7 separate regions of the Mus musculus genome follow, and all the other regions are linked to region 6. Evidence: chromatin contacts called from public ChIA-PET, HiChIP or PLAC-seq, Micro-C and promoter capture Hi-C data. All regions are on one chromosome and are shown on one strand. The core of a region is the stretch at or near the end of the contact, and the rest is flanking DNA. Distances in the headings are between cores, read along the strand shown.

Evidence for each region. Promoter capture Hi-C pulls out the DNA fragments that hold promoters and counts their contacts. A called contact is a pair of places that touch in the nucleus more often than the background predicts. ChIA-PET counts read pairs in DNA pulled down with a chosen protein or histone mark. HiChIP or PLAC-seq counts read pairs in DNA pulled down with a chosen protein or histone mark. Capture Hi-C pulls out chosen DNA fragments and counts their contacts.
Region 1: an H3K27ac HiChIP or PLAC-seq map of embryonic stem cells shows a contact between it and region 6, with 2.4 times the contacts expected there. The contact joins the enhancer-like site here to the promoter of Taf5l in region 6. A contact is called at or near these places in 5 of 39 promoter capture datasets (the 3T3-L1 cell line, 3T3-L1-derived adipocytes, hippocampal neurons and 2 more) and 3 of 115 datasets of contacts at active chromatin or transcription factors (astrocytes, embryonic stem cells and large pre-B cells).
Region 2: a promoter capture Hi-C map of hippocampal neurons shows a contact between it and region 6, with 2.4 times the contacts expected there. The contact joins the enhancer-like site here to the promoter of Taf5l in region 6. A contact is called at or near these places in 4 of 39 promoter capture datasets (embryonic stem cells, hippocampal neurons, pre-B cells and 1 more), 1 of 115 datasets of contacts at active chromatin or transcription factors (embryonic stem cells) and 1 of 9 other capture datasets (adipose tissue).
Region 3: an RNA polymerase II ChIA-PET map of memory CD8 T cells shows a contact between it and region 6, with 7 read pairs. The contact joins the promoter of Tcf25 here to the promoter of Taf5l in region 6. A contact is called at or near these places in 2 of 115 datasets of contacts at active chromatin or transcription factors (memory CD8 T cells and stem cell-derived neural progenitor cells).
Region 4: a promoter capture Hi-C map of second pharyngeal arch cranial neural crest shows a contact between it and region 6. The contact joins the promoter of 2310022B05Rik here to the promoter of Taf5l in region 6. A contact is called at or near these places in 11 of 39 promoter capture datasets (cranial neural crest, embryonic stem cells, frontonasal cranial neural crest and 6 more), 4 of 115 datasets of contacts at active chromatin or transcription factors (astrocytes, extraembryonic endoderm stem cells, large pre-B cells and 1 more) and 2 of 9 other capture datasets (adipose tissue and liver).
Region 5: a Micro-C map of embryonic stem cells shows a contact between it and region 6, with 6 times the contacts expected there. The contact joins the promoter of Egln1 here to the promoter of Taf5l in region 6. A contact is called at or near these places in 12 of 39 promoter capture datasets (the C10 cell line, the HPC-7 cell line, cranial neural crest and 8 more), 3 of 484 Hi-C or Micro-C datasets (CD4 T cells and embryonic stem cells), 5 of 115 datasets of contacts at active chromatin or transcription factors (astrocytes, embryonic stem cells, extraembryonic endoderm stem cells and 1 more) and 1 of 9 other capture datasets (pancreatic islet).
Region 7: a contact with region 6 is called in a promoter capture Hi-C map of adipose tissue. The contact joins the promoter of Spire2 here to the promoter of Taf5l in region 6. A contact is called at or near these places in 2 of 39 promoter capture datasets (embryonic stem cells and hippocampal neurons) and 1 of 9 other capture datasets (adipose tissue).

Annotation. Positions count from the first base shown.
Region 1 is chr8:124,616,229-124,619,573 of GRCm38.p6, forward strand. It overlaps Capn9 (calpain 9), which reads left to right. Exons shown (of 20, transcript NM_023709.4): 18 at 1-41; 19 at 1,205-1,263; 20 at 2,254-2,503. The coding sequence ends at 2,280. Among named protein-coding and RNA genes, the nearest start is that of Capn9, 42 kb to the left of the region's middle. Within about 2 kb of position 1,548, at least 110 of the 459 cell types and tissues checked have an H3K27ac peak or open chromatin away from gene starts, as enhancers often do. A contact at or near this core is called in hippocampal neurons, where this site is marked.
Region 2 is chr8:124,642,786-124,646,189 of GRCm38.p6, forward strand. All of the region lies in intron 2 of 2310022B05Rik (RIKEN cDNA 2310022B05 gene), which reads right to left. Among named protein-coding and RNA genes, the nearest start is that of 2310022B05Rik, 19 kb to the right of the region's middle. RefSeq lists an enhancer at 127-2,967. Within about 2 kb of position 1,261, at least 166 of the 459 cell types and tissues checked have an H3K27ac peak or open chromatin away from gene starts, as enhancers often do. A contact at or near this core is called in adipose tissue and hippocampal neurons, where this site is marked.
Region 3 is chr8:123,371,803-123,375,444 of GRCm38.p6, forward strand. It overlaps Tcf25 (transcription factor 25 (basic helix-loop-helix)), which reads left to right and starts at 1,909. Exons shown (of 18, transcript NM_001037878.4): 1 at 1,909-2,262. The coding sequence starts at 2,071.
Region 4 is chr8:124,661,497-124,664,901 of GRCm38.p6, forward strand. 2310022B05Rik (RIKEN cDNA 2310022B05 gene) reads right to left here and starts at 1,873. Exons shown (of 4, transcript NM_175149.4): 1 at 1,352-1,873. The coding sequence starts at 1,687.
Region 5 is chr8:124,947,946-124,951,662 of GRCm38.p6, forward strand. Egln1 (egl-9 family hypoxia-inducible factor 1) reads right to left here and starts at 1,309. Exons shown (of 5, transcript NM_053207.2): 1 at 288-1,309. The coding sequence starts at 1,109. Gm46060 (a long non-coding RNA gene) reads right to left here and starts at 280. Exons shown (of 2, transcript XR_001778719.2): 1 at 1-280.
Region 6 is chr8:124,020,037-124,023,278 of GRCm38.p6, forward strand. Taf5l (TATA-box binding protein associated factor 5 like) reads right to left here and starts at 1,361. Exons shown (of 5, transcript NM_133966.3): 1 at 1,153-1,361. It overlaps Urb2 (URB2 ribosome biogenesis 2 homolog (S. cerevisiae)), which reads left to right and starts at 1,461. Exons shown (of 10, transcript NM_001368414.1): 1 at 1,461-1,490. It overlaps Mir1967 (microRNA 1967), which reads left to right and starts at 2,605; the gene lies at 2,605-2,686.
Region 7 is chr8:123,330,862-123,334,089 of GRCm38.p6, forward strand. Spire2 (spire type actin nucleation factor 2) reads left to right here and starts at 1,852. Exons shown (of 15, transcript NM_172287.2): 1 at 1,852-2,159. The coding sequence starts at 1,904.

The DNA.
Region 1 (3,345 bases), core at 298-2,797, 600 kb after region 6:
TGACTACCTCAACTGCCTGGTGCGGCTGGAGAATGCAAGCCGTGAGTACGCATGGGACCCCTGAGTGTACAGGCGAGCTGAGAGTGTGCAGGGGAGCCCTGAGTGTGCATGTGAGTCCTGAGTGTACAAGGGAGCCCTGAGTGTACAGGGAGCCAAGAGAGTCCTTGGACCCTTGGGAGCACAGAGTGCCCAGCTCAGGGTCTCCAGTCACCATCTATGAATACATAAGAAACAACCTGGGGGGAAAAAGGCAGATCTAGGACATGGAGGGCCACCGTGGATGTCTGTGCAGACACTATGCCCTGTGGTCAGCTGAGAGACAGAATAAGGTCCTGTGGTTACACACCTACAGGCTGTGAAGGGCTGTGAGTGGACAGGTTTCACACCTCCTACTGAGGAAAAGTCAAGTCCCCTCACAAAACCCAAAATGAGAAGTCTCTGCCCCTCGCTTGTTCTCCCCTGAAAGCCCCAGACACAGACCCAGTCGTTTAAGCAGGGTCTGCTGTACAGGAAAGATGGAAGGCTTGTGTGCAGGTGCTCTACACAGGAGATTCATGGACACACTCTCTCCCAAAATAGCCCCCAAGGGTGGCCAAATGCATCCAGGGCAGCTCAGCCATCCATTGTCCCTTCAGCTGCAAACGAACATGTCCCAGTATCTTGTGGTTTTATAATGCACATGCATTTTACACACCTGCACAGCCATGGGATGCCCAGTACACACCTAGAAATTTTACACACCTGCACAGCCATGGAATGCCCAGTTCATAGTGAAGTGTCCCCAGTGGGATGACAGGATGTTGTCACTATTGCTTGGGGCACTTAGCATCCAAGCAGGTCCATGCTACATTCATATTCTCTCTTTCTCTCTCTCTCTCTCTCTCTCTCTCTCTCTCTCTCTCGCTCTCGCTCTCGCTCTCGCTCTCGCTCTCGCTCTCGCTCTGGGAAAGCCCCTCCTCCACCTTGCTAATCAAGGTTTGGCTGTATCTCTTCTGGAGGTAGGAATCTGAGGTTCAAATTAGACAGTCCCTTCTCAGATCACCCTGGCTAGGAATTGAATCCTTTCGATCGTCTCCACCCCACCATGCAGGGAATCTGATCTCCACTAGAGGGAGCAGCTACCCACAGATTTCCCAGTGGTCCAGGAGCCCTTAAACCTGCCCAGGGGTCTGGCTCTACTGTGACGCTGCCTCCCTCCCAACAGGGGTGTTCCAATCTCTCAGTGTGAAGAACAAGGACTTCATCCATCTCAACATAAACGAGGTATGGCCAAGCAGACCCCGGCCAGGGCGCAGCAGAGTATGAACACGCTAAGTGGATCCCCCAGGCAGGACGAGCGAGCACTCGCCGTGGGCAATTACTCAGTGCAGAGGCCGGTGTTTGTCCTTTTGGCAGTCAGCATAATTAGCGCTATAATCCTGTGAGCTGTGGGTGTCTTCATTGCCCTAGTGTCTGCTCATGTGAGCCCCAAGAAAGAGGGTGTGGAGTAAACAACGTTCCACATAAACACGAGCAAGCCTGGTGAGAGGAAGGGAGAAATGAGAAGCTTCCAGCTGCTTCCGCAGCCTGGCAGCTCGCTTGCTCACAAGGAGCCTGAGCTACCACCCTGCCTCCCTTCCCTTCAGCTCCACTATGGTAGAGGGCCATCTTTCTCTGGAAAGGTGGGTCACCAAACTCACACTACCCTGCCCAAGATGTCTCTGTGAGGCTTCCCCTTCAACAGGAACAAAACACATCTTATCCCTTTGTCCTATCCGCCCTCTACTGAAAGTGCACTTAGCCTTTTTCAAGGTTTATCTGACTGGGGAGATGGGCACAAGCAGAAGGGCCCACGTTTGAACCCTACGACCCGTGTAAAAAGCCAAGTCTGGCGGCATGTATCTGCAATTCCAGCGCTGTGTGGGGGCTGAGGCAGGTGGATCTCTGAAGCTCACTGGCCAGCCAGTGTGGTCATGGACAATTAGTACCTACAGGTTCAGTGAGAGACTTTTTCTCGAAATAGAAGATGGGGAGAGAAATGCCTGGTCTGCACCCACATACACGTATGCATGCATACATAAAATAATTATACATGCGACACACCCAGCAATCTGTTTTAATTTAAATTTTAAATAAATGGTTTCATGTTGAGTCAGAAGGCCAAATTTGTGCAAGATGACCGACCAGCAAGAGTTCTTGCGACATAATACAAACAGAAGCCACTCCTCAGTTGCTAGGCTGGATTTCTAAAGCCTCATCTCTCTTTACTTCCAGTTCATCAGCCTGACCATGAACATCTGAGGTTGCTCTGACCCGATGCCGTCTGCCCCTCTGATACTCAGCTTCTGGATCATGAACCTCGAAACTTTTTTTTAGAGGGCTGCCCCGCCCACTGCTCTCTCTCCTCCCGGCCTCACACCACCCTCCTCCCCTCTCCATAGTGAGTTAGAAGAATCTAAAGGGATTGGCTGAGTTCTCTGATTCTGTGGAACTTCTTATAAAATCATTGCTCTACAAGAACCTACGGTACCATCTGTGTCTGTGTGCTCAGGCCTGGGGTTGCTGTGTGCTCCTCCCGCCCCCGCACCTCCCCCGCGCCCCCCCCCCCAACTGGTCATTCAATGTTCCAGTACCCAGAGTCCTGGCTCCAATCATGCTATTAAGACACACACACATGATGCTTTTCTTTATTTTCTTTATTCAAGGGGAGGTTAGTGAAAATGTTTATCTCAGAATGAGAGAGCAGAGCCTGATGATGCTGAGGGTCTAAAGTGTTATGGGGTAACGTGGAAATTATTCTGATGTACTACTTGGGGAGACTGATGGCAGTACTGTGTGTGTGTGTGTGTGTGTGTGTGTGTGTGTGTGTGTGTGTGTTGGAGGACAACCACAGGTATCCATTCCTCAGGTACTATCCACCTTGCTTTTTAAATATATATTTTTTTTGTTTGTTTGTTTGTTATGGATGGTTGTGAGCCACCATGTGGTTGCTGGGATTTGAACTCAGGACCTTTGGAAGAGCAGTCAGTGCTCTTATCCGCTGAGCCATCTCTCCAGCCCCCTTAAATATATTTTAATTATTATATTTTGAACCGCTTGCATACATGTTTAACCGTGTGTAGGTGCACGTGAATATGGTTTCTCTCAGAAGTCAGAAGAGAATGTCAGATCCCTGTAGCTCTTGTGAGCTGTGTGACATGTGCTAAAAACTGAACTCAGACTCTCCGCAAGAACAGTATGGGCTCTGTTCTTACCTGCCGAGCCATCTCTCCAGCCGCTCCACCTTGGGGTTCTGTTTGTTTGGTTTTTTGGTGTGTGTGTGTTTTATTTATTTTTTAAAGATTTATTTATTTTACATATATGAGG
Region 2 (3,404 bases), core at 11-2,510, 620 kb after region 6:
TCTGCCCCCTCCCTTTCTCGATCCTTAACTTTGCACATAAAGTGTGACTAGTCTCCTCTAACAAGCCCATCTCCTCCTCCTTGCTCCTCCAAAAGAAGAGAAGGTATTCAAATACTATCTGGTAGCTGGTCAGGAGGAGGGGAAAAGTTGTTCCCTGTCCCTGTCTATGTTGGTTCAGCTGATGAACCAAAGAATGGGCTCCACAAGGTCACGAGTGACCCCAAGTCCCCATTCTGGGGGTTTCCATCATGGCTTGCTGGAAACTGACTCTACAGCTGTCTCTCACAGCTACTGACACAACCGGATAATTCCAGGCTCACAGAAGATGAAGAGGGCAGAGCTTTGGCAGACCCAAGCCCCCTCCCTAGACGCTGTGAAAGCGTATGGAACCCATGGGAAGCATCACAGATTCAGCCCTGGGGGCCAGAGGAAGTGCCCAGAGGTGTACCCATAGCCCAGCTCCCCTATTCCAGGCTCAGTCTGCCCACAGGTCCACGAAGAGGAAACAGGCACTAAATCCCCAGGGTGCTGAGCAAGGTAAGAAAGAACCCAGCTCCTGGTGGAAGGCCTCAGGCTAACTACAACCACACCCACACCTCAACTCCTGACACAGAAGTTAGCTGACTTCACACCACAGACTTGGGGAGAACGGTACAGAAATCTCAGTTGACTGAACACGTGTTAAGTATGTGGCACCATGGGAAACTCTCCACGGAAATGACGTGAGGAACAGATTCACTATTCCTTTCTCATTACAGAAGAGCCACCGTGGCAGCTCACCCGACTTTTCCAGACAGCACTGGTTTTGAAGGCCAGACCAGGCCACTTCCCCCTGGGGCCCACATAGACCAAGGTGAAAACAGGAAGACCATACGTGCCACGGACAAGCTTTTCCAAACATGTCTTCTTCAGGAATGGGAAGGAGGTATGGCCTGCTTTCAGTGCCCAGGCTGCTGAGCCAGCCCTGCTGAAGGACACTATATAGACGATGATTGGGAGGGACAGAGGCCACTAGGTCATGGTCATGGCATGGGCTGCAGGAAGAGAGTCGGGGCTCAACTGACTGCCTTCTGTGATTTTGGAGGCAGAAACAGAAGAAGAAGACAAGAATCTGCTCAGCCTCTGGCAGTACCCGCCTGCTCTCCACGCCCAGGGCTCCTGACTTCCCTACAACCTGGTCAGTCAGCCCATGTGGGGAACCGGGGACTCAGCTGGCTCTATCCATTCTAAAAACAGCAAGACCACGACAGAGCCCAGCGTCTATTTTTATGACCCACTCACTGGAGAAGAATGTGTGATATTCAGCAAAGGGGGGCGGGGAGTGCATGCCGCTAAAAAGGACTGTTTGGCTTGGCAGCTGCTGGCAAAGCTAAACTCAAGACAAAGGCTGCGGGCACACAGTCGGAATCTGAACAACTCCCCAGCAGCCCGCCATACGCTAAGCATGTGTTCCTCTCTCCTGCCCTCCAAGGAGAAGGGGGAGGAGAGTGCCTTGAAAGCTTTAAGAATCGCAAAATTAGCAAAGGGACACCTTAGAGGAATGAGCCAGCCCCAGCACGCAGCCTGAGACACAGCTGGGCAGTGCCTTGACTCCATCCACCTCACATCCAAGGCACTTGTCCAGAGTAGGAGCAGAATCACACCCCCCCTTCTTTAGAAGCCCCGAGGTGGGCAAATACTCACCTGCCAGTCAGGCTCCAGGGCAGCAAAAACTCAGTGTCATCATAAGACCCAGGAAGTGGCAGGCAGGGAGGAGCCGAGGCATATGTAGAAGAAGTCAATGCTACGGACAGGAGTCTTAGCCCTCAGGCGTGTGACAAGGACACAGACATATACAAGTCCCTCAAGAGAATGGGTAGTATTGTGTTGGGAGCACAACTTAGGCAGAGAACTTCCCTGCTCGTTTTCCCCTGCCTTGGCTACTCCTTTCGAATGGATGGACGTTCCGAGATGCCATACCACATGCCCAGCGCAGCCCCCACATGAGTGTGACTGGGACAGTCAGAAATGGTGGGGCTAGAAATAAGATATATACAGCAGCTGCAGTTGGGGTAGAGGTCTTCAAGAAAAGGTGGGTGGAATCCAGCAAGGTAAGGAAGGAGACAGGGATGCAGCGAGAGGGCCGAGGGTTTCAGAGAGACCTCTAGGATAAGGTGTCCCGGGGGCAGCATGAACTAAAGGAACTTCATAATATTCTAACACAAGGAAAACATGGAAGGGTCTAGGGCAGAAGGCCACAAGCCGAGGTCTAAGTTTCTAGGGGGAGGGAGTGTTAGGACAGCTCAGAGGGAAAGAGAGTGGGGCAAGGGAGGAAGGAGGGAGGCCAACCATCAAGCAGAGGAAGAGGACTTTGTGAGGAAGAAACATGGGCCCCAGCCGTGTAAGAGTTGTGATGGGATTGGGTGCAGCCTATGGGGCCCCTCAAAACCTGACAATGAGGAGGTGCAAGGGAGGCCATGGCTTAAACCAAGTAGCCCCTTCGTCCTCCACAGGCAGTGACACCTATGAGCCACAGCCATTGGGTACTCCATTCTCCAGCCAGGTGGTTGTGTGACCTGCTCACTGAAGGCGAGATCAGGAAGGAGAAGTTCAGATGAGCATGTGAGTTGTAGGGGAGGGCCTGGTCTGGAGGATGGAGGATGGAGGATGTCCTGGCGTGTGGAAGGATGAGCACTGCGCACACACTGGTGCTTCTTCCTCTGGGGCAAAGCCTGGAAATCAATAATCTCCCCCCATCCTCTTTGGGACCTCAGACAGGAAGCTAAACAGTAGTAAAGTCAAAGACAGAAGCTAGACAGCTTGGGAGGAGAAGGACCTTGGGGATGGAGTCCCAAGGGTATCCTTGCTTGCCCAGCCTCCCCACACATTCTCCAACATGTCTGCAACCCAGGAGGCCTGGGAATGCAAGGAATCTTCTCCATTCCTTCCTCTCTCCCAGTCTGGGGCCTTCTGGGTGCTGGGGTTTTTCCTCTGGAAACATAGGATGCTGAGAGAAAAGTGCAGTGACCCTATGGGCCCCTCCTCACCCATCCCGTCCCCCAGCCTGCCTGACAAACTGACAGAGGAATAGAAGAGACCTTAGTGGTGACCGCATCCCTGGGAGGTAGGGGGGCTGGAGTTAATGTCAGAGTAGGGGGACGTGCCTTGCATAATGGAAAATTTGGATATGTTCATTTGCTTGACCTAATTACCCTACAACATACGCAAACAGCAAAACATCTTGTGCTCCATAGACACACGAAACTGTGTAATCACACGACAGTATGGGAGACAGTCAGTGGAGGATACACGGCCACTTGAGGGTACTAAATGCCACAGAGCTAGCTGCTCACTCAAAAGTGGCTAACAGGGCGCTGAAGGGGTGGCTTGGCAGTTAAGAGTGTAGACTGCTCTTTTCAGAGATT
Region 3 (3,642 bases), core at 659-3,158, 650 kb before region 6:
CCTGGCCACAGCTCTTGATCACGGATGGCACAGAAGCCAGCCTGGTCCTGAACAGTCAGGGCGGCAGCATTGAGCCTGATGCGGAAGAAGCTGCAACTTTAACAGTGCGCAGGGAAGAGGGTTGGGGGGATGGGCACCTTGGGACAGCAGCTGTGAACCATCAACTTTGAAGTACCTAAAGATACTTCATAGTGTGGGCAGAGGGCTCAGCATCCAACCCAGGGACGAACCAAGACTCCTGGGGGAGGCAGGGTGGAGTGGAGCACACGGACAGTGGGACAGGGGGCTCACACAAGAGCAGGAACTAAGGGATTGCTGCCCTGCCTGCCTTCTCTGTCCTTGCCAACCGCCTACATTGTTTGGACTTTGGGAGTCACATGAATGCAAAACCGGGTTCTCTCTGGGAAACTTAGCTCATTAAGGCGTCTTCACCTGTAAAAGGAGATCTATCTCCCAAAATGAAGCTGGAATTTAAGATAAGTGACTGATTGCTTCTCAGCCTTTTGGCTAAGATCAAGTAAGAGCAGTGACTGGCCTAGCCCTCTCCTGCTCTCAAGCTGGGGAAAGGTCCAACCCAACCCCAGCTCATTTTACTTTGGAGGTACTCAATCCTGACTCGTCTAGGAAAGTTTTCCAAAAGTATAAAAATTGGGGCGTAGACATGAAGTAGCTCTGTAATTCCAGCCCTTCAGAACAGGATTTCCATAGCTTCACGGGTAGCCAGCGTTACAGGGCAAGATCTTGGTTTGGGTGGTGTACTGGCTAGTTTTGTGTCAACTTGACACAGGCTGGAGTTATCACAGTGAAAGGAGTCAATTGAGGAAATGCCTCCATGAGATCCAGCTGTAAGGCATTTTCTCAATTAGTGACTAAGGGGTGAGGGCCCATTGTGGGTGGTGCCATACCTGGGCTTGGGTTCTATAAGAAAACAAGCTGAGCAAGCCTCCATGGCCTCTGCATCAGCTCCTGCTTCCTGGCCTGCTTAGTCCCAGTCCTGACTTCCTTTCGTGATGAACAGCAGTGTGTATGTAGTGTAAGCTGAATAAACCCTTTCCACCCCAACTTGCTTCTTGGTCATGATATTTTGTCCAGGAATAGAAACCCTAAGACAGGTGGTGTTTTTGTTTTGTTTTAAAAAAAGGTCGGTTGTTGTTGCACACACTTTTGGTCACAACACCTGGGAGGCAGAGGCCAGCATGGTCTGCAAAGCGAGTCCCAGGACAGTCAAGGGTACACAGAGAAACTCTGTCTCAAAAAACAAAAACAAAAAGAACATGGAAAAAGAAAAGATCTGTGCCGAGGATCCCTATGTCCTTATTGTGAAAATCTTCCTGAATTAGAATACACATAGGTAGGGCTGCCGTGACTTCACACCACGGATCCACACCTAGGCAGCTCTCCCCTCACCCAATACCCCTGTAACATGACCACCCCTGTTGCGTTCGCGACAATAAAAAGCAAGCCCTAACACCTAACTCGGCTCGGTGCACGTTGTGGAGAGGAGTTACCCAGTCTGAAAGAAGTTAGGTTGGTTCTATTAAGGTGAAAACTGTCCCTTTGCAGTCTAGTAACAACGTGGAGGTGGGGGACATCGGACAAGTCGCATGGGTAGGCTAGCAGAGAGGGGTTGGGGACTGGGTCCCTCGCTCCTGTCATAGCAGAGGTCTTTGCACACGGGCCTTGCGGCGTGCGCACCTGCTCTCACGGCCTCCTCGCCTGCCCCACCCCTGCCCGCTCGCCCCCAGGCTCGCCCCCGGGAATCGCGTTCGTGCGGAGCAGCGCTCTGAGCCTGCGCGTTGCTGCCCGCCGCACAGCCGGCTTTCTGAAAGCCAGCCATCTCCAAAGCCGAAGCACCGCACCACGGCCGCCGCTAGGGCCCGACTCTCGCGAGAGCTCCCTGGGCCACCCTTGCACCTTCCCCGACTCCACGGGGAATTGGGAGGAAGTTCCGGAGAGCCGCGGCGCGCAAACGCGACACGCCAATCTTGCGCCAGCGCGCCGCAAGTGCGCAGGCGCCGCCACACTGCTGCTCTTCCTCGTCCCTCTGCCCACATCAGGCTGTCGGGTCCTATGTCGCGCCGGGCCCTCCGGAGACTGAGGGGGGAACAGCGCGGCCAGGAACCCCTAGGGCCCGACGCCTTGAAGTTTGTCCTCCTTGATGACGATGACGCAGAGGAAGAGGGACCAAAACCGGGGCTGGGTGGCCGGCGCCCCGGGGGTGCAGGGAAGGAAGGAGTCCGTGTCAACAACCGGTTTGAGCTGGTGAGGAGCTGGGCAACCTGAGGGGGGGGAAATGGTGGGGGCATGACGTCATGCGAAGGGGCACAAAGTTGGGTCTGGACTGCAGTCGAGTGGGCGGAGAGAAGGGACTGCGCCGCATCGGGGAAGGCGGGTCTTCAGCCGCAGGGTGGGTGGGGTGAGGAAGCCGTGTTCCCCGTCCGAGATCGAGTGGAAGGTGGAAGAAAATGCCGAGCGAAGGGGCTGCTAAAGGCTAACGGGGGTGCCGACAAGGGGCTGAGTGACAGGACTTTGCTGCAGCATAGGGCGTGTCTCGCGGCTGTGTCCAGAGACGTGACGTGACGCAGGGCAGGACGGGGCAGTGACGTCAGAGTGGGCGGGGCGTGACATCCGAGACAGCTAAGGGGGAGGGGCACTGTGGATGGCGAGTGGGAGGTGGGGTTCAGTTGGGTCTAGGCTTCACTGAAGGAGTAGGGTTGTTCTGTCCGGGGCAATGGGATGGTAGGGTAGGCTTGGTTTCATTTCTGCGACTTGAGGGAGGTCTCTCTTCTGCAAACATTTCGGCTTATTCATCACAGTACTTCTGTGTGTCCCAGCTACTTGTACCTATCGTATCGTATTCCTCGCAGCAGAAAATTGGGTAGCAGTCCTGAGCCCCGTGTTTTTCCTTACGACAGACTGACCTGGGTCTGCAGTTTCATATGTGTATAAATTATGATTCTGACTTCATGTGTGGGCAGATAATATGTCTTTTCCTCGTATCTCCAACTTCCACATATGGTAAGGTGTCAGTGGCCATTTTCGAGTGAGTAAAAAGATGTAATGTGTCTGAGACTCTCAGTCTTGCAGTGAATTGTCTCAGCTAGCTGGGACACACGGAAGTACTGGGTCTTCCTCAAGTCGCAGATATGAAACCATGTCTATCCTACTGTTGCAGCACCCAAGACAGCACTACCCCCAGTTGTCCCCAGCTTTTTATCAGTTAGCAGGTTTAAAAGTTCCTAGCAAAGATATTGATTGGTGTGAGAAATGTCACAGACATTTTGGAAGTTTGGTTCAGAGATTGTTTATTTCTCCCATAAGGAAAGGAAGGGATCTGTCCTGTAGTCTGTGGCGATGGTGAAATATGTCTTCCCTTGGTACAGAGAACTCGCCTGCCTCCTCTGACTTTGAGCCTGAGAGCAACCCCCATTCCTACTGTTTCTTCTCCCTTCACTAGTACTTTTCTTAGATTTACTTTTGCTTATCATCATTTCTTTTTCAAGACAGGGTTTCTCTATGTAGTCTTGGCTGTCCTTGAACTCACTCTGTAGACTACTTAGAGATGCTGTGTCTCAGACTCGGAAATTCGCGCACTTCTGCCTCCTGAGTGCTGGGATCAAAGGCATGTACCACCACCACCCA
Region 4 (3,405 bases), core at 623-3,122, 640 kb after region 6:
CCTCCCTCCGCTTCCTGGTTGCTAGAGACCCTCACACACGCATGGCAAAGTCTTTACCTATGGAACTATCTCCCCAGCCCCTACTTGCTTTAAACCACACCAGTCCGCGAATGCAGACTGACCCCAAATGAGAAACTGGGTGAAAAGAAAACTGGTCACATCTCTCCTTATCAATGACCCTGGCTCCAACATGGCTTGGCTTTTTGATATACTCAGGGCGAGTGACATCCAGTGACATCCAGTCTCCAGCATCTGTTAAGTGCGGACAGGGCGGCTTCCTCTCAGATTTATTTACCTAAGACACTGCCAAAGAGGAACTGCCTGCCTACTCATCACCCGGATCCAAGCACGAACTCCGTCCACGTCTTTATGGAGGTGCATATTTTTCACAATGAAATGCCTCAGCTCCAGGAATATATTTTAAGACTTATATTTTCATCTCCCACCACACCCTTGTTTTTCCTGGCAAAGCCCACAAGAGTTTCAAATGGGATGGGGAGCAGAAGGCAGTGTTGGCGGATAGCTAGCTCTCTGCCTTCACAATTCCCTGGCAGGAAAGTGGGTTCGTGACCACAAGCGTTCTGTAGTAACAAACACTGACGGATACCTGGCCTGAAAAAACCTGATTGAAATCTCATCCTTAACTGGTATTCCCTCCGCCTGGCACAACTTCTCCAACAGAAAAACAACAGCAGCAACAACAACAACAAAACTCTCCTAGCTTCTCCTCCCTGCCTCCACCTAAATGGACGTTCAGAACTCTAGCTGCTACCGATTTTGTCCTCCAAAACAAAGTTGAGTCCCTGAGGTACCAAGTCCATACTCTGGTGGCACAAAGGGCTTCAGGGAAACCATCTCTTGGTAAACCACCAGGTTTCTGAATAGTGCAGACTCCTGGGCCTCAAGAGCAAGGTCAGCCGGGAGCAATTCTAAGTAGTTATTTTCTCTTCCCCCAGTGTCTAGAGCCCAGGCTAGATAATCAGGCTTGCTGGAGGCATCTAAACTTACTCTGTGTTTGGGTGGGAACCGGGGCTCACATGTCAAACCCAAACACACTCTCTCCATTGTAGTCTACCAGGGACGTACCCCAGGGCAGCGGTGCCTGGCAGTCCCACCTTCCCCACTGAGGTCCTTATACTTAACACATGCCGGCCACTGAGTGATCAGGAACTATAGACATTTTTCCTGTTTCACATCAGAAAACTGAGGCTGTACGTCGTACACTCATCCAGGCTCGCTGGTTTCCTCTCTACTGTTCCCACTTTGTCTTTAAAGGTCCCTTCTCCGGGAGATTTCTGAACTCCCCCTCGCCGGCCACTCCGCCCTGGGTGGCCCGTCCCGCCGCACCCACCTCGTCGCCGAAGCGCACCAGCTTCTGGCCCGTGGGCCCGCGCAGGCCAGGGAAGCGCGCCGGGTCCCGCACGTCCCCCGCATCGGCGGCGGCCGCCGGGGCGCGAGGCCCCACCAGGCAGCGGTCGATGATTTCGTCCTGCTGCGCGGGCGGCAGCCGCGCCCACTCGGGCCCGTACTTCTCCCGGATCTTCTCCTTGTCCTGCATGATCTTCCTGGCCATGGGGCTCAGCGATGAGAAGTAGGTGAAGCGCTTCCGCTCCCGGTCGTCCAGCGGCCGGTTCCCGCTCATGACGGCCGAACGCGAGGCCGCGATCGCCGCCGCCATCGACGCCATACCCGGCCCGCGCGTCCCGGTCGGAGCGCCGCCTCCCGGTCCGCCCGCGCCCCGCCCCGGGGCTCCGCCTCCGTCTCCTCCCGGAGCGCCGTCCCTACCCCACCCGCTGAGCCCTCCTCCTCCGCCCCTGGCTGAGCACCGCCCCCAGACCTTCCCGGGACACCCTTCGTACGGGCCGCCTACGCCCCATCTGGTACCGGTCGGGACCACTAATCGTCCCTGAGCCCGGTCGGCACTTGAAGCCCCGCCTCCATCTGGAGCCCCGCCCCCACTGGAGCCCCGCCCCCGAGCTCCTCCTGTTATGGCCCTTCAATTTCTCCTCCATAGGACGCTTTCCGGGACCCTAGGGCATCTCTGGGGCTGCTACAGAGTCCCCCATACAAGCGCCGCCGAGATTGGAGATGACCACAGGGGTTAACTCAGGGCGAAGACCGCCATGGCGCCACGTGGCACTGATGACAAAGGAAACTTCCTCCTGCACGTGCCCAACCTGGCTTTCAATCATCCTCTCTCCTTTGCGCTCTCAGGCATTCATTGCTTTTTCAGGTTTGCGCTCTGTTCGCTGGGCGATCCACCACACTGAGCCGGGGGCTAGGCTAGGGCACTGACCCACCAGTTGTCAACCAGGAGGTTGGATTCCCGCCCGTGGAACTTCTTCTAAGCCTGGCATGGAAGCATCAGCGTGGGATACTAGCACTGTTTTGGCCTAGGCGGGAGACTCACGGCAAATTCAAGGCCAACCTGGGTTATATGGTACCATTATCCCCACAGAAAGAAAGACCCCTGCTAAAAGCATGCAGTGTGAGCGAAGTACCCCCTCTCAGAAGAGCTACACACCAAGGCCTCTTCAAACCCTCAAAGCCCTTGCTTTCTGATGCTTGCCACTGTGAGGCAGCAGTACACACACACACACACACACACACACACACACACACACACAGACACACACACACCAGTCTATTAAATCTCAGGACTCTGTCTTTAAAAATCACTCTTTAAAAAAAAATCCTAAGCAGGAATTAAAGAACTCTAGTCAGCAGCAGACGCTGGTCAGCGTAAGGAGCCTGTATTCCATCAGTTTAAGTGAGGGGACAACCCAAAAGCTTAAACTTCCAAAAATGGCCAAGCTAATCCTGGAATCTCAGAAATCATAAGAACTCCGGGAGGTTTGCTGACTACAAACAAACTGAAGAGGATGGAAAGTTCCCACAGGGAAGCAGATGTATCCCCAAAGGGGTCAGGCTTGCTGCTGAGACCACACGATTAAAGTTTAAGACAGGGCTGTGGGATGTTTGTGGCCCCATCCCACTCCCTGATTTTCACAAGACTAACAGGTCTCAGGTAAGCATGGTGTCCTATTCTGAAAAGCAACTAAATACCAACCGTGGCTTAGTTGTCTCTAAAGTAGCCCTTGTCTAACACTAAAGGCAAGTGCAGAAATAACTTGAATTCCCTGATATAAATGGAATGTCACAAATGTGTCAGGCTCTAATAAAATATATCACCACTGTCTTAGTTATGGTTTCCATTGCTACAACAAAACACCATGAGCAAAAAGCAAGTTGTGGAGTAGAGGGTTCATTCAGTTTACACTTCCCAATCGCTGTTCATCACCAAAGGAAGTCAGGATAGGAACTCCCACAGGGCAGGAACTTGGAGGCAGGAGCTGATGCAGAGGCCATGTTGGGGTGCTGCTTACTGGCTTGCTTCCCCTGGCT
Region 5 (3,717 bases), core at 59-2,558, 930 kb after region 6:
GTGTCTGGCTCTCAATCAGAGCCGGGTGCGCGCTAAAAACCGCGGGGCTTTTAACTAGCTCAGGCACACAGGCAAGATAAGATGCATCACCCAGACCCGGTGTAGCTGGTACCCCAACGACCCCCACGAGTGACCAGGGCTCCGGCAGGCTCTGCACTGTGCACTGTGGCAGACAGTACAAGGACAAAAGGAGCCACGCTAAGACAGAGCGCCGGGCCCCGGGTCTGCGGGGGCGGGGGGTGGTCCTCACAGACCCTCCTCCGGTCGCAAGAGCCCCAGCCACTTACTTTCGTTCGGCCGTTTATCCTGTAGTTGCCCAGCTTCCCGCTGCAGTGGCGGATCAGGTCGTCCATGCTGCTCATGAGCAGGCCGATGGTTTCGCAGCCGGGCTCTTTGCCCTCGATCCAGGTGATCTGGTCCCCCCGGATGTCCTTGGAAGAGTCACTCTTCTGGCTGACCAGCTGCCCGTCCGTGAACTTGCCGGTGTCGTGCAGGGCGCGCACCTCATCGCCGATCTGCTGCCCGGTCTCCCTGCCCAGGAAGTCGTCCACCACGCAGATGCCGTGCTTGTTCATGCACGGCACGATGTACTCCAGAGCCAGCTTCAACGCGGGCAACGGCTTGGTCTGCCCGTTGGGCCGCAGCCCTCCACCGGGACTCAGCGCCTCCCCGGGGCCGCCACCCGCTGGGCACAGGCTGGCGCGCTCGGGGCCCGGAGACCGGCTAAGCGGAGGATCCTCGGAGCCGGGCTCTGCTGGGCCGGGGCCGCTCCGGGCCTGCGCCGCGTCCTCCGGGCCCGGTACGCGCGAGGCCGCCGCGCTGTCCCCGCGCCGGGCCGCCCCGCCGGCGCGCGCGGCTCCGGGGGCCCCACCGGGCGGGGGCGCGACGCGGGGCTGCGCCGGCGCGGGCTGCGCGCGGGGGGCCTCGCCGCCCTGGCACACCAGCTTGTGCTTCTTCCAGTCCTGGCGCTGGTGCTCTTTGCAGCAGTAGAAGGAGCTGCGGCAGCGGCCGCAGCGCAGCAGGTTCTCCATCTTCCCGCACAGCTCGCAGTACTGCCGGTCGCGCTCGCTGGCGCTCAGCACGCCGGGCCCGCCGCTGTCACTGGCCATGGCCGCGGCAGGGCGGGCCGCGGGCCGGGAGCGGGGCGGCGGCGGGGCCGTCGGGGCGCCCGCCCGGGGCCGCCGCCCGCTGCGGGAGGCCGCGCGCGCCCTGGCCTCGCCTGCCTTGCCCGGGGCCGCCTAGCGCCGCATCGCGCCGGAGAGAGCGCGGCCTGCGCGGCGCACAGCGCCCTGGGCGGGCGGGCCCAGCCGGCTGCGTCGGGGCGGGCGGGCAGGGCGCGGGCCTGCGGGCGCCACTCGCTCCGCGCGCGCTGCACGTACACCACGGCCCCGGCGACCCGGCGCGCGGGCGGAGAGGGCGGGGGCCGCGCGCACGCGGCGGGCCGGGCCTAGCGGGCGGGCGCGCCGCTTCCTCCGCCCTCCCCTCCTCCTCGCGGCTCCGCCCGGGGCGCGCGTCGCCGGCCTGCGCGCGCGCAGCTCCACCTGCCTGTCCGGGCCCGCCGGCAGCGCTCCGGGGCTGCCTCGGCCACCTCGGTCCCGCGGAGGAGGAAACGGAAGCTCAGACGGCCGCTGGGCCGCTCCAAGCTCCGGGACGGCCGCTGCGCGCTCCCGGTCTGCTGCTCCCCGGAGGCCGCGGAGGGCACAACAAAGGCCCCCCGGGCAGCCTGCTCCGGGACCGGCTCCTGCAGTCGCCGGGCCTGGTTCTGGCTTTGCTTTGTTTTTGCTTTTCTGCGGTCCTTAAACTCTTGAGATTTCTCCCGGTTCCGGTTCGAGACCTCTGGGTTAAGTAAGGTAATCAGGGCTCGGTTCCAGATCCGCATTCAGGCCTGAAGCTCTCAAGAGCATAGTCCGTGAACGAAGCTGCACAGGGAGTTAAAGTCTCACATTAGAATCTGCCAATAGTGTCTGCAGAATTATGAGGATTATTACGGGCTTTCTTTGTTGTCTTGAGACGCAGCCCGGTAGTCCTCGGAAGTAGATTCTCCTACCTCTTCTGGTCAGTGGTAAGGTGATTAGCGTGAGCCCTCTTTGCCAACTCAGTTATCTGCATTTTGTTTGATTTCAGTGTTGTAAATTGAGACGAACACACTAGTTGCTGTTTCTTTGTTTTTATGAAACCTTCAAACCTCATAGAGCTTGGCACGGTGGTAAACGGCTTTAATGCTGGCACTCAGAGGCAGGAAGATCATTGTGAGATTGGGGCCAGCCTGGGCTACAAAGTGAGTTCCAGGATCAAACGCACTTGCACACACAGCTCAGAGAAACAAACCAGAGACTGTCGGTTCCACGTGTGATTTGTAGTAAGTAACTAGTGGGGCCGGGGCAAGGAGAATGACGGGTATATTTGGAGCTGCAGAGAGGGAAGCAAGAGCTGTACAGGTTGAGGACCAACCTGCTCTATGTGGTGGGTTCTGGGACAGCCAGGGCTACGGAGTTCGACATGGTCATACAGCCTCCAAAACAGAAGGACCTCCCTAGGTGCAAACATTTGTCATAATGTACACACACGGTCGTATACTTGAGTGTAGCCATTGGGACAGACAGCCGAGAATTTAAAATTGCTGTTTGGATGCCAGGGGGAACACAGAAACGGGAATTGTTAGCTCTGCCATTTGAATGAAGTTGCAAGCAAACAACTCCGAAATGTAAGAGCGACAACATTTACACGCATACACTTTGAGAATAATCTTGAAGCTGAACATGGTGGTAGCACACGTCTGTAGTGCCAGCTCTTGGGAGATGGAGACTGAGTTCATCTTTGCTTACACAGAGGCCACCCCTGACTACATGAGCTCCTTCCCAGTGCAAAAATACAAAGCCATTTTGATCTGGGGGTGTAGTTCAGGGGTACAGTGCTTGCTTGCTGTATGCAAAGCCCTCAGTTCATTTCCCGGGACCAAAGAAAATATTTTTCTGAAATGCATACATTGAATGCAGGAAGCAGGCTGGGCCTGTGGCTCATTTAGCTCTTTGCTGGAAGCCTAGAGTCCTAACCTTGATCCCCAGGAACCTCCCCCCACAACCTCCCCCCCCACACAAGTAAGTAGATATAAGTAGAATCAGATAGTTCTTCGGCCTCTTTTTTGCTAGAGTACATACACTTTTTTTTTTTTTAACTGTTTGTAAAAGGAACTTGTCTTGGCAGGAAGCAACAAGCAGGGAATTTGTTACAATTCTTTTACATTTACTTGCTTGTACTTATTAAAATTGCCCACATAGTCAAAGGACTCTAATTTTTTTTATTACAGCTTATTGGTTTAGGGTGTATGTGTACATAATGTGGGCATGTACAATCCACAGTGCGTCTGGAGGTCAGAGGACAACAGAGGAAGCTCTCTCCTTTGCTCTCTCCTTCAATCTCGGCTCAGGCTCAAGGTGTCGGTCCCAGGACCTCTCCCTGCCAAGCCGCTGACCCCAACAGTTTCTCTCTCAGGAGGTTAACGTTCAGTTTAGCTCTCTACATGGTTTGTGTGTGTGTGTGTGTTTAACTGTATTTTTTACTGAATTCTACTTAAAGACATCAGACTTAAGATTTTAGTGAACAGAATCAGTCATGGCTCTCATGCGGTCGCACACTGACAACGCTGAAACAGTTCCGAGTTTCAAGTTCCAGGCCAGCCTATCTCAGAAGACAAGTAACCCAGAAATGCCTGGTTAC
Region 6 (3,242 bases), core at 111-2,610:
AAGTTAATCAGCTAACATGCTGATTGGCTACGTGGAAGGCTGGAACCGTGACTTCAAGTAGTGTTCAATGAGCAGCGCTGGCGTCACACAAGGTCAAGCTAAAACAAGTCAGAAAAGAAGCAAAGCCCCTTCTTTTGTCCCCAGATGTTGTTCATAGATTGTGACAGAGTAACAAAAAGAATAACCAGTTACTAAGTAGTCAGAAGAGGTTTTTGCCTCTCTTCAGTGACAGAAGTACACACAAATCTCACAGTTGGAAGACTGTCCCAAAACACACGAACCAAATTTATTTATTACTGATGGCAAATACTGAAGGCACAAACTGACATTTTGGGTTTTCTGATTTAATATTCGCTTTATAGTTCATAAAACAAGGCTCTCATATGTGTATGTGTGTGTGTATGCACGTGTATTTAGACCAAGTCTCACTCTGTGGTTTAGACTGGTGCAGAACTCACTTCGTACACCAGGATGGCCAACAATTCGCAGCAATCTTTCTGCCTCAGCCTACAGAGTGTGGGGATTACGGAGTGCGCCACCACTACCAGCAGAGTCTGGGCTTAAATTACCCTCCCATTTTACAGGAGAAGAAACCGAGGCAGCAAGCTCGCCTGCTACACGGCTTGCAACTCTAAGTCTCTGCGGTCACCAACTCCATCCGTGACACTCAGCCCCAGGTTACAGCCAAAAAGTCTGTAACCTGGAGAAAGGCAGACTCCCTTCCTACTTCACTTTCTAATAGGGCGGGTCGGACTGGACGGGACTCCCGGCAGAGCCCCGAGGCTATCCTCCACCTGCCGGTCCCGGCGAAGGGGAAAACTCACCTCTCGACGCCGGAGCCACAGCGCCTGCGAGGTCCGCGGGGCCGCGTCTCCCCGCGGCAGCCGCGAGCCCTCCGTCCGCTGCCCACTTCCGCCGAGCGCCCTCGTGAGCTCGCAGTTGGCTCCGCGCGAGGGCGCCCGGCGGGGCCGCGGGGTCTCCGGGCGCGTGCAGCCGGGGCCGCCACGTGCGGGGTCGCTCGGACCCGCGCGCGCGCGAGCAGGGCCGGGACTGCGCAGGGGCGGGCGCGCGCGCGCGCGCTCTCCCGCCCGAGGCCCCTCCCCCGCGTCCCCTCCCCCCCCCCGCCCTGTCCCGCGCCCCGCCCGCACTCACTGAACATCCCAGGCGGCTCCCGCTGCCCCGCCGCCGCCCCGGCACCGGCTGCTTCCGTATCGGTTGCCCGCCGTAGGACTCCGTACGACGACCGGCTAGCCGGGTCCCCGCGCCCTACGTCCTCCCGCGCTCGCGGTTCTCGGTGGCCGCCCCATGACCGCCTGACGGAGCGGGCACGCCGGGCTAGGCCGCGGACGCGCGACGCCGCCGCGGCCAGGGCGCGCTCGGCGCTCCTCTAGCGATGTCTGCGTGACGCCCCTCCCCGCCCCGAGCCGTTGGCGTCAACGTCTGCCGGAAGCGCCTCCCTCACATGTGGCTCGCCGCCGTGGAGGTCCCAGGTGAGCGGACGGTTGGAGAGTTTGGGTTTCCTCTGCGCCGAGGCGCCAGTTTGGCGGATGCGGACACCAGTCCTAACAGGAGGGAACCGGCTGGAGAGCCGGGATCGGAGGAGCCTCTGCCCGAGGGAGTTCCCGCTATGGAACCCTGCTTGAGGTTCTGAACTGCTTTACCCCGAACTGAAGGAGCTCCACTTGAGAGAACCTTGATCTGAGGGAGACCCACGTTAGAGAGCACCCCGATCTCCTACACGGAGCTCGGACTCGAGGGAGCCCCGATCCAGGTAGTAGGATTTGAAGGTATCATGATAAACTAGAACCACCACCTCCTCCTCCTCCTCCTCCTCCACCACCACCACCACCACCACCACCACCACCACCACCACCACCAAAACCAAACTTTTTATTTGTATGGGTGTTTTATGTACACCCGCAGAGGATAAAAGAGGGGCGTTCCTCTAGAACTGGAGTGGTGGTTGTGAGCCAAGATGTGGGATATTGGGACTCGAACCTGGGTTCTCTGGAACAGCAGTAAGTAATCCTAACCACGGAGTCATCTTTCCAGCCCCCTAGAACATTGATTCTCAACCTTCCTAATCCTGCAACCCTTTGTTCATGTTGTGGTGACACGCCCCCCCCCCCCCCGCCATGAAGTTATTTTGTTGCTATATTATAATTGCAATTTTCCTACTGTTGGAAGCATAATGTGAATAAATACCTGGTTTGCAATCTTGTGGGCGTGTGACCCGCAGGTGGAAAAACCCTGCCCTAAACCCTTCCCGAGGTAGTCAGAGGGCGAGGACAGGAAGGGAGGCCTCTCAGTTCTGAAGGCCTGTAGTAAGCTTTCCAAAGTGCACAGTCTCTTGCCTCAACACAGCAGCGTGGTGAATGTTCTGTCAGGGTTTAAGCTAAGTTGTTTACCATAATGGAAACAAACTTTATGACTTTTAAAAACTCAAAAGGTTTAGCTGGGTTTCATAGCAAGTGTAGGTTGTTAATGTATCCTTTCCTTTGTTACTTGGGATTTTAAAGATTGTATATGGTTTTTGTCTACTGTAGCTGTGTGTGACGAGTTACTGTTACAGTAGAAGTAAGAGCATTTTTATTGAAATTAATGCCTGAATTCTGTTTCTTTCTCTCTTTGCTCCTTTTGTCTGACATTCATGAGGATCCTGGGGAGAAGATGCAGAATTCCCTGGAAATTGACTTACAGATCGTTGTGGGTGCTAGGAACTGGACTCGGGCTCTCTACAGGAGTCACAAGTGTTCTTTACTGCTGAGCCGTTTCCTCAGCCACATCACCTAATTTCTTTTTCACTTCAAGAAGCATTATTTTCTTCAAGTACTGTATTGCTTGCTTTTTTGCTTATTTAATAGTGCTACTCCTGTTACACAACACAGTTTTGAAGCTGTGCTAAACCATCTCTTTCGATCTTAAATCATGAATGGTGACTGTCATCCTGTGAGTGATTTACACACTTTGATTTCTCCTTATTGAATTCCTGTATTCTCTAAGTGTGATCACAGCAGGAGTACTTATAATCTATTGTCTACCTGCTTTTGATGAAAGCCAGTTTCAAATTAACTATATATTTGACACAACATCTTACCATGTATCCTAGGCTGGCCTCTGCTTCCTAATTGTACCCAATAAGGTATATAGGGAGGGGTTGGAGAGGTGGCTCAAAGTTAGGAGTACAGCTGCTCTCAGAGAGGACCTGGGCTCAGTTCCCAGTACCTCCATGGCGCCTAACT
Region 7 (3,228 bases), core at 602-3,101, 690 kb before region 6:
CTGTAAATCCCCAGCTGTGATCCATCACTCCCGGGTCACCGCACAGCGCGTGGGTGGCTCACTCCTTAATTGAGTTGTGATTCCAGGTTCTGAGCTAGTTACATCTCTCCATGGCCTCTGCATCCGCTCCTATTTCCTGTCTTGTGTGAGTTCCAGTCCTGACTTCCTTTGGTGATGAACAGCAATGTGGAAGTGGAAGTCAAATAAACCCTTTCCTCCCCAGCTTGCTTCTTGGTCAGGATGTTTGTGCAGGAATAGAAACCCTGGCTAAGATACCACCCATTAGAATTACAGAAATAGCTCTCTTACCTCTTATTCTCTTGCTCTTACTCCCTTGCTCCCCCTTTCTCTGCTTTCCCTTCCCCTCTCTCCACGTGGTCATAGCCAGCCTCTACTTCTCTACTCTCTCCCTCTCTCTGCCTTTCTACAATAAACACCTTAAAACCATTAAAAGAAAGAAAGAAAGAAAGAAAGAAAGAAAGAGGAGAAGAGAAGAAAAGAAAAAAGAGAAAAAAGGGGAAAGAAAAGAAAAGAAAAGAAAAGAAAAAGAAACACAGAAACCATTCTATGAGCCGGCCAACCAGAAACACCCTGGCCTCATCAGTGGGCGCTGTCAGCACACACTTGGTACTGTGTGACTCAGACTTTCCTTAAACTACTTGGATACAGGCTCTCATTCCTAACATAAGCAAGGAATGAGTTTCCTTGTGGGAGGTTCCTACTGTTCCTTCCCTACTGAGGTAGCCCTTGAAGTTTCTGAGGATTAGGGAAGAAGAGCCAGAGTTCCAGGTTGTCTGCACAATGTATCCTGAGCAGAGAGAACCTTCCCTTTCATTTCCTCTTCTCCAGTGTCCTTTGGTTCCGCTTAAATCTGTTGTGTCTCATAAGCTTGAGAACTGGTTGAAGGATGTCACACTCGCCCAGATATTGATTATAAACACTTTCAGGCAAAATTCATTTGTATCCTTTCTTTCCAATTGAAGACTAAGAATCCAGAGGAGATTGTCAGCCAGCCCTACACCAAGTCTCTCTCTTACAATTATGTCCCAGCCTTGTGCTTCCTAGGCGATAGTTCTACCGCAAAGCAAAGCCCGAGACCAACTGCCTTGTTATCATTTATCTCCCAGCTGTGTCTTCTCGCTCTGTTCTTCTCAACCGTCGTAAAGATGGCTGAAACTACTTTCAACAAAGCTGTGTGCTGTGCTTAGCTTGTTAACACTTTTGATGTGCCTTGGAATGAAGGCAACACACTCTGAGAATGAGGTGTTGTGTTAGCTCGGTCACATTGTTTGTCACTAAGACACTAAGGGTTTGAAGCTGATCCTTTCGAGCAGAAAAAAAGGACCATTTATGAAGTACTTCATCCCTGAAGGCTTGCATCATCTTTGAGCCAATCACACTATAGCGACCTCCTAAGGTCCAGGCCTTCCACAAAGACCATCACAGGCACTGTCTGCTTTAAAGAGCCAGAGCCAAGGGAGCGCGTGTACGTGTGCCTCTGTGTGTGTGTGTGTGTGTGTTCGTGTGCAAGGTCCCCATCATGCTTAACCCCACCCCTCTTCAGTCAGCTTTTCCTCCTCGCACCCCCAACCGGTTTCTAACAAACCTTAGTCCTCTCTTGTCCTGCACCCTCCCTCTCCGGCTGCCCCTCCTAGCTCTGCCCCTCCCCCTGGCTCGCCCCTCCCTACCGGTCTTCCCTTCCCTCCCCGCCCGGCCCCGCCTCTTTGACCATTAGCCTCCTCCTCCTCCATCAGCCCCCGCCCTCACCTGCATCTGCCCGCGAGGGGCGGGGCCGGAATGACAAAGCACACGGGCGGCGCGGGACCCGCCCCCTCGCTCGGCGGTGCGTCGCCCCGCTGTTATGGAGACCCGCCGCGCGCGCGGGCGGCGATGATGGGCGGCCATGGCCCGGGCGGGCGGCGGCGGCGCAGCAGCTCCCGAACGCGCGGGGGGCGCGGCGCGGCCCGAGCCGTGGGAGCTGTCCCTGGAGGAAGTGCTGAAGGTGTACGAGCAGCCCATCAACGAGGAGCAGGCCTGGGCGGTGTGCTTCCAGGGCTGCCGCGGGCTGCGGGGCGAGCCGGGCGGCGTGCGGCGCATCCGGGACACGGCAGACATCCTCCTGCGTAGGGACGGTTCGGTTGGCGCGCGGCTGGAGCCCGGTAAGGCGCACCGGAGTGGGTGGGGGTGTGGCCGGCGCGGCGGGCGAGCGGGCGGCCGCTGAGGGCACCCCGGTGCCAAGTGACGGGGCCTCGACCTTTCTCACATCAGCGCCCAGATAGCGCTCTACCGGACCGGGAAGGCCCCACCCTGCCCTCTGGATCTGGGACTCCTTGTCTTCCCTTCGACCTAGGAGAACCCCACAATCACACACACACACACACACACACACACACACGCAGTCTGGGATAACCCTACCAACAGCCCACTATCACACACACACACACACACACACACACACACACACACGCAGTCTGGGATAACCCTACCAACAGCCCATCGTTCTTGATGAGAAGCGGCCGGTTGGCTGCTCGCGCCCAGGGACGCTTTCCCCAGGGGAGAGTGGCTTTGGTTAAAAGCCGGAGTATCTTACGGTCAAGTCCTGAATTTCGGAAGCCTCTCCTTTAGTCAGTTCCCTTTAAGATGGTTTGGGGGAGTCTGCAGTCCTCTGGCCTTGCTCTGGCAGGGCCTGTGGGTGTTCCCGTGAAACTGGTACTCCCCTCTGGCGACACTGCAGACCTTGAGGCTACTTAGAGATGTGTGCCTTTTTCTAGGGGTAGGGAGAGCAGGAGTAATGTGCCTTGTTCTGAGTCTGTACTGAATTAATACTAATTTTTTGAGTTTAATTGTAAATGTAAGCAGAGTGTATAACCTGTGATTTAAAAAAAAAACCAAAACTTAAACAGTGAGAACCAACAATTGAGCTTTTGAAAGATTATTGTAGTCTATTCAGAGCGTTGAGTTCAGGCTCCTGTCTACTGTTCCGCCTCACTTTCCCCCTGGAGAACTGTAGTTCTAGTATGGGGCATACAGTGATAGTACCCCAAAAGTTGATACCCGGTTGGGAGCACAAAGGCAGGCTGTGTGTTTGCTGAGGGAAGGCTGGCCTCCCTCCAACCCCGAGAGCTGTGGGCTTGCAGAAATTCTCTCAGGCAGGCATCTGCGGGGGACTAGGAATGATAAGCAAGGCCAAAGAGAAGCAAAGGACAACAGCTGCCTCTGGAGCAGGAA